Linked DNA regions of Dromaius novaehollandiae: region 2 is linked to region 1. Evidence: chromatin contacts called from public Hi-C data. All regions are on one chromosome and are shown on one strand. Each heading gives the region's core, a stretch centred on a gene start, on an enhancer-like site or on the middle of the called end of the contact. The rest is flanking DNA. Distances are from core to core; before and after follow the strand shown.

The links. A called contact is a pair of places that touch in the nucleus more often than the background predicts.
Region 2: a contact with region 1 is called in a Hi-C map of ovary, with 4 times the contacts expected there. The contact joins two enhancer-like sites. A contact is called at or near these places in 3 of 4 Hi-C or Micro-C datasets (brain, liver and ovary).

What each region holds. Positions count from the first base shown.
Region 1 is chr1:204,593,525-204,597,768 of bDroNov1.hap1, reverse strand. ARHGAP42 (Rho GTPase activating protein 42) reads left to right here. Exons shown (of 24, transcript XM_026109167.2): 7 at 2,579-2,683. Among named protein-coding and RNA genes, the nearest start is that of PGR, 100 kb to the right of the region's middle. Within about 2 kb of position 1,963, at least 1 of the 2 cell types and tissues checked has open chromatin away from gene starts, as enhancers often do.
Region 2 is chr1:204,728,225-204,731,992 of bDroNov1.hap1, reverse strand. No RefSeq gene overlaps it. Among named protein-coding and RNA genes, the nearest start is that of ARHGAP42, 24 kb to the right of the region's middle. Within about 2 kb of position 1,827, at least 2 of the 2 cell types and tissues checked have open chromatin away from gene starts, as enhancers often do.

The sequences.
Region 1 (4,244 bases), core at 714-3,213:
GTGCTGTGCCTCTTGCCTCAAGAAGGTACTAATGTATATTAAAATATGAGTAATTGGCAACTGCCTATTTGTGGTCCTCCTAGATTTTAATATTTTTCAAGGAAAAAAAATATACTAAAATTTTTCATTCAGATTACAAGTTTGAACCTGCTCTCAAGCACAAATTAATTTTACAATTTACCCTGCAGCAGGCTAAAAACAAAACAAAGTAGGTGAAAATAATCTCTGCTCCTAGTTTTGCCATTTTGGGCCCAGAGAAACTAGTCAAAACCAATGCGATTTTCTGGAGATGTACACTTTTTCAGAGTAAAACACTTCCTAGGGCTCCGCTCTGTCGCTCAGTCATGCCAGGATCCCCACTGGCCTGCAGGGATCAGGGCCCAGAGTTCAGAAACAGTAAACGATCTGAAGTGAGAGGAATGGTCCGTTAACTGTCACAAAAGCCTAGAAGTGTTTATTTAAAGAGGAAAAAAAATCGGAGTGTAATTGCATGTAGTCCCATGAGACTTCACTTTTTTGTCTAAAGAAACTGTGGATAATAAAACTCAAACTCAATTTCCCGTTTCTTGGATTTCCTACGTTATTAGCCACATTCACTTTAATCTGATGGATAAGTACCTTCTGGTGCTATCTACTTATAAATAAAATGAAACCAGGGAGACAGGGACTTTTGGCTGATGCACTGCAGGCCAGAGGTTAAATTCCTCTCCTATCCGAAACCTAAGTACAGTCGTCTTCCTGTGAGAATGAAATGACCAAGCAGTTCTTGAGGTCACAAGCTCGGCATAAAAATAAATAAAGTCCCACGAAGGAGCTGGATTTTGTTTCAGGTTCTGGTTTGAAATCCTTGCAGCTCTTGCAGCGTGCAGGCAGTGAGTAGCATTGCATTACTGAGTTCAAACCTTGCTTTTTATTGATCTGTCCAATTAGGTATTCAAAGAGGGGTAACTATAAGGGACATGTAACACTTAAAAAATCAATGGTATCAACACATCAGGGATTATATGTAATGTTTGGTGAGCCAAGGCACCTCTTCACATGTGAAAACCACCTTGAAACACATTCTGAAAATCTTTTTTGATTAAAAGAATATCTGGCTATATTTTTTTTTCCTGTTATTTAAAATAACTGACTCTAGCATCGGTGCTGCTTGTAACATCAGCAACGACACAACCCCACTAACAGCATAAGCATAGGGCAAAAGTACCCGACTTTCAGATCTCCGTGCAGTGCTACGACAGTGCTGCCACCCCTCCCAAGGGGAGAGAAGAGGTTATGAGAAAGCCTTACAGCGCAGGCCCTTTGGGTGCAGGCTGTTTTCTGGTCTCCTTTTCTTCCACCACTAGTGATATGTTCATAGGAGCAAATAACATCCTTAGTATCAGTTTCTTTAACACAGAGCATCAGTAACCTGGACTAGGACTGGCATAAAATAAGCACATTTTTACTTTTCTTCTATTCTTGTTTTTCTGTGTGCTTAGAGAGTATTTGACCAAGAGAATTTCAAAGCCAGACCTCTGCAATGCACAGCTGCCAGAAGACCAGGACAGCAGTTTAATTCAAATGCATGCAGAATTTTTGTCTTTTTTTCTTTTTGCCGCATGTTTTGTGCTCTCAGATAACTTCAGCTTTGCTGCCATCTAGTGCCCAGTGTTTTCCCCGCAATAGTTCTCGGTGTTCTACATTCTCAGTAAAAACTGTTTGTGTGACAGAAACTGGTTTTCTTTCAATAGTCAAGCTGAAGTTTAACCAATTTGTAGTATGTTCTTCAGAAATGACTTCTAAGTGGATCTTTAAAGATCAGGCATAAACTGACATGCTGAATCTTTCCCCCACTATTTCTTTTGCTGCAATTTTGGGTGTGCTCTGACAGTCTGCTTTGGCTGCAGTTTTGCTGAGCGCTCATATTACTACCACAATTCTTCTTTCACTGAATAAGAGGGGTTTAGCAGTAGGCTCTTATTATGGTTTAAGCGAACCCACCTGCTTTTGACTGAAGCAAGCTGGAGTGATGACAGGAGTAGGGGCGCTGCTGTATCTGAAGGTGCTGCGGTAGCTGGGGGTGGTGCTACTTAGACTAGATGATTAATTTTTCAATGGATATAATACAGTAAGATAAATCAGGCCTGTTTCTCTGCTTTTGTTATTCTGTGTCCCAATGAATATATCCTTCTTTTTATCTTTGCTTGGCTGTATTTAAGCTAAACTACATATACAAAGGGAAACACTCCACAATAAAAATTAAATGCTTGTTACTTAATAGCATGTGATGCAACTTACTGCAGTGTCTAGATGAACATTGCTTTATTTTATAACAGATTAAGTTAAATGGCATTTTAAAACTAATAGGTGGTAGGAATGTTTTGCTGCCGAAAACAAATTAAAAAATCAACTGTCCTTAGTTTTTTGCTTTCTAGTATTTACCTGAATAAAAATGTTTATCAGTCATTTAAGAACTATTTTTTCACTAGCATAGGCAATATTCCTTATTTCTAAGTTAGTGTGTGTGTTTTACTTGTAGTATTTAACTTTAAGAGCACTTGTTAATATGTAATGCTTCTTCTATTTACCTTTTCAGCTTTTGGCCTTTCTTCAAGGATTATTTACATTTTACCATGAAGGATATGAACTGGCTCAGGAGTTTGCACCATACAAGCAGCAGCTGCAGTTCAATTTACAGAATGTAAGGCTGATTTGTATTTATGCCATTTTGTTTGCTAATTTGATTTCAGGATATTAAAGCAAACTCATAGCATTTTATTGGATCTGTAAATCTTGCAGTGTTTCAGTAATCTGAAATCAAATTAATATGTAAATAAGTACAAAATATTTTGGTAAGCATAATGTGATGAAGATTCCAGTCAGTAAAGAACTCCAGAAAATCAGTCTTTGCTTCAAAGATTTTGTGACCAAGACCCAGGAAATGGGGCCAGCAGCTAAGTTTCCATTAAAAAGCACAGTTGTCCAGATTGGTTTAAGCATGTATTATGTTAAGTGCTTTCTTGAGAGTGGGATCTATTTTCTGGAGTAAGTGGATGTCCCCAAAATGTTCCAGCTGGTAAAGAATGGTGCAGTTTGTTTCTTTAAAATCACAGGTTGCCATGAACAACTTGTTCTGCTGTCCACTGGCTTCCCGCTGGATATGAAGCATCCTTTGGAAGCCCTTCCCTGACTGTACTCTGGATTTAGTCTGTCTGCGTAAGAGAACTGGTGGGGCCTTCCTCCATGGGAAGCAGCTCTCACGAGCATCAAGTTCCACTGGAAAAAAGGTTTTCTTACATGTATAGAGAATACTCTCAACTGAACAGATGGATCTCTTGCTGTAGCTTGGTCTAAATTTGGGGCTAAGGGCCATACAAGATGAGATTGTGACCAAAGATTCCATGGCTTTCAGAAATAGCACTTTAAAAATGCATTTAATCAACATATTTTTCCACCCATCATAACTGATGTATACAAAGAATATTTCCCTGTGAGGAAATCAGTAGAGAGAATTAATATTATTTTATTTTAAAGTTTTTATGGTAGACTCAGATGTTACAATTCCAAGGACATATGATCCGTTGTCATTTGCTTTTAAGGGGAAAAGTAGAATTAAACATGTTAATATTGGGCCAACCTTACATTTTTTCATGCCAACTATCTTCAAAATAAAGAACAAATGAAAAAAAGAGTGATTGAAATTTATCAGTTTACTCAGGCTGTTGTATTTTTGGAATGAATCCTTTTTTTTTTTGCTTCAGAGAAGAAAAGATACACACCTAACAAACTGTTGTAGCTCCGCTAACGTTGAAGAAGCAACAACACTGTAGAACAGCTGACGTCAGCCTTTGTGGATAGTGCCTTGGCCGCTAGACTTAGGTGACATGAATATGTCTGCGAGCATAAGCACACCTTACTATCTCCGGAGCAAGTGTTACTCCCTGTGGGTTGCGGGAAGATGTAGCAATAACACTCTCCCTCTAGCGTCTCGTTCTTACAGAGGCGTGTGGTTGCTCAGGCTTGGAAGATGGCATTGCCTGGCATGGTTAATGTAGGCCTGTATTCCTAGTAGTACTGCACTCTTCCAGGTTTTGTCCTCCTTTGCCCTTTCCTTTAGACTATTTATATGCCTGTTTTCCATACATAGATATGGATCCCTTTTAAAACAGTGCTTGGGGAAAAAAGGCTGAAGTTCGTAGATGATTAACCCTCTCCATATCCTGCTTTGTCCATAGAGCACATCAGTCACTTGCCCTTTCAAA
Region 2 (3,768 bases), core at 578-3,077, 130 kb before region 1:
AGAAATGGGAAACTTCCAAATGATGCTGTTCATTTGTTTCACCACTTGAATGCTTTTGTCTTGTCTTAAAAGAAGCAGGATCTAATTCAAATGGTAAGAACTACAAAAGCATCTTTAATCTATAAGCCTGTCAAGGAAAGGGCTCATGTATGTATGTGTTCATATATTTTAAGAGGAAGGACTTTGACAAAATCAAAGCCTTAATATCTTATACTTCAAACACATCAATCACTTTCTATTTTTAACATATATAAAGTTCAGGAAGATTTTAATGGTCATGTCTTTTCATGCTACTTAGCATGAGTACCATCACTGTACTCAGAGTCCCAAACTACACTTAGTTGTCTACTATTGTACACTGACCCGATCACATTAACATCTTCTGCTCTCTGGGCCCATCCATCAAAGCAATGCAGATCCCCTCTTCTACTTCAAGGATCCTAGGAACATACTATAATAGGGAAGGGAAGGCAACACTGACTGATCAGCAGGCACCAGTAGTGATCCTCTTTACTCTCTGCTAGCTACAACTTTGTCCTTGTTTATGTTACACATTTGGCTTCTGCTCACTCCACAATTTTAGAATATCAATATGCTGCAACTCATCATTTTTTCCAGTCCAGTTAGCTTCAGTAACATAATTCCGTGTGTGACTTGGAGTGAGGAAAGAACAGGTCATGTCAAGTAAAAGTGTTTTAATTCTAGTACCAAAAAAAGTTTTGTTTAGAAACATCCCCTGTAAAGTCTATCTGGTGCTAATTAGATTCTCCTTTTAAACTGTTTCATATTAGACAATCATAAATTTTAGATACTTTTTGATAAATATATTCCTTCAAAAATCAGAAACTGTGCTGGATGATATAACTCATATTATCACATCTGTTTTCCTACCCTGAAATATCTTTGCTTTCCTGACTGCCTTCTGACTATGACCAGTAGAGGGCATTTCAGGACTGAATTATGTGCATACAAAACTAAAAAAGACTAGCATTTCTATCACAAATAGTAATTTGCTTATATTAGAGGAATCTATGTTTGAAGCTTAATAAATATTTTAGCATAAACTCTGAAGATTTCAATGTAAATATCATATCCCTAATATTTAAGTAAAATGTCACATGCAACATTTATTTGAGTAAGTGCTCTGTTTTCAAATTTGTTTTACAAAATTGTTTATTGTGCGTATACCACTGAACCACTGTAAAAATGACATTTAGGCAGTTAAATGCATAGGCACATTAAAACTTAATATATAATTCCCCTTAAGTAGGGGGGAAAATTATCTGCATAGAAGTCAATCATTGCAAGATTTTATTTTAATGAGCAGAAGGCCTATTTCAGCATTATTAACCATTTAATTGCATGTCCTTTACTTCAATTATGAGATTATTTATATCAGGTTAAATCTGTTTTTGCAAATTGGCTGATTAAAACCAAACGAGATGCTCATCCTATCTTAAAAGATATACCTCTTCATATTGTCATGCGAGTTTCAGATGTGGTTCTTCAAAGTGAGCTGCAAATCTGAATGGGATAAATACAATATTCAATACAAGTAAGCACAAATGAAAACAACTGCTAAAAATACAGCCTTACTAGCCTGGTGTTAAAAAGTGTACACCCAAATCTGCTTGCACAATTGCATGCCCAATTACATTAGCTGGGCTTTTTGAATGTGGATATTCAGTTACATGCCTTCATTTGAGCTTATAGTTATGCTAAGGGTGCTTGTGTAAGTGCATGCACGCTGTTGGGAGTCCCAGGCTGTAAGTGGGTTGCTGACACAGACTGAGCAGAGTCAGCCACAGCTGTGCCCTAATTAAGGGTTTCCTCAGGTTACAGCATTTTAGTTTGTTCCAAGACTGAATGACAGAGCTTTTTACAGGAGTTTCCACAGACTCAGAGTGAGAACAGGGGAGGGACTCCAACAGCAAAGCAATAGTGCATGAGGATGCTGCCTAGCTGGCCCTGGGATAAGATTTAGATGTGGAAGAAGGCATCCATAACATCACTTCTTTAGCCTTCTAACAAAACTTTGAAACTATAGTATGACCTACTTTAATGTGGCTGTCATCTTCCACTGCATGACAAGCCACCCTGTCAGAAGCATGTATTCAGCATCATTCACAGTTTAAACTGTATTTCTGTATTTTGTTAAACACAAATTCCCACACTTGGATCTGTAGCAAAGTATTATTTTGGGGAAGAACAGCATTAGAGTAAGTTGTGAACCTCCATAATTTCAATAAAGTGGTCCTTTTTTCTACTTTATGGAAGTAAAAGAAGAAAATATTTCAAGCTTTCATCACACTGGTAATTTAAACAACCATTTAAAAATAGATGTGCCATTTTCCCCTGAGGAGATAAAAGGCTCTAGAATAATACGTGCCATATGCTAGCCATAATCCTTAGTTGCACTGCTGGCTGGCAATTGTTTTGCGGAGTGAAAGCAGATATATATGTATATGTGTGTGTGTCTGTATATATATATATATATGTGTGTGTGTGTGTGTGTGTGTATGCATATATATATATACACATTTATATAAAAGAGTTTATGACCTTGCTGGATTTTCCTTTAAAAAAAAAAAAAAAAAAAAACAAGTTTTCCAAACTACATATTTCCATATAGCTTACCACTGAGAACCTGAAAAACCTGTTCTCATGCAAATCTGTCCTGAAATAATATTGCTTTTGGCAAGGCATATTCCTGGGGGAAATTCCCAGTCAACTGAGTAGAGTGATACTGATCTAATGAAAAGAAAACTATAATGATAATGACAGAAGGAAGAGTGCAAATGGCTACTCAAAGGTATTAAGTATACGTGCCTGATCTGGTGGGGATCAGGCTTCACTCTCAGGGTGATCTGGCTAAATGAGGAACCTGCTTAAGGTCACCTTCAAACTCCACCTAAAGATTAGCCAACATTTTAAAACTATGACTCCACTGTGCACTTAAATCACCAGCACAGGAAACTAGATATGGATTTTCAGTTACTTCAAGTGAAAAGAGACCATGAAGTTCAAAGCACTGGATAAAAAACTGGTTTTCAGAAGCTAAGTCCTAGAAAAATGATTGTGATAGCAGAAAGACACCTCAGGTGTAAACTCACAACACACCCAAAGCAGCTTAATGACAGGCTGCCAGCGAAAGGGATAGTCCTGCTCTCCTGCCCACCCCGGCTGTGCTGCGTTTGCCTTGGAGCTAGTGGCAGCAAGGCCACAGCAGGAGCTGCACCCACCCCCTCGCTGCTACAGGGCTGCTCCATGAGGGAGGGTGAGTCGGGAGCCAGGGCTGGCGATGGCATGGTCAGTGCCATCACCCACCAGGCACAGGCCTGCAGCACCTCAGCAGGGTGGGTAAAGCAGGGTGCTGGTAACACCGGCAGCCCCAGACAAGGTCAGTCGAGCCCATAGGCCATGCAGGTTGCCCACTCAGAAGCAGCAGGAAGCAGGGCCAGAGATATGAGGGTAGAGAAGATTACATAGGCTTGAGGTCCACCAGAAGACAGCACCGGAGACAACCAACCTACAAGACAGATCTGAGTCTATCAAGAAGACAAGGCCAGAAGCACCACAGCAGACAGATACACCTATGGCACAGCTCAGGCAAGGGCTGATTGCCCAAGCCTGAGCTGAAAAGCAGCTCCTAGACCAAGGGGCAGAGGGCGTGGGTGGAAGTCCCAGGTGAGGCTGGTCAGGGCAATTAAGGTGTATTAGTGTGCTCAAGGCACTGACATTTATATCATGGAAAAATCTGGTACTGAA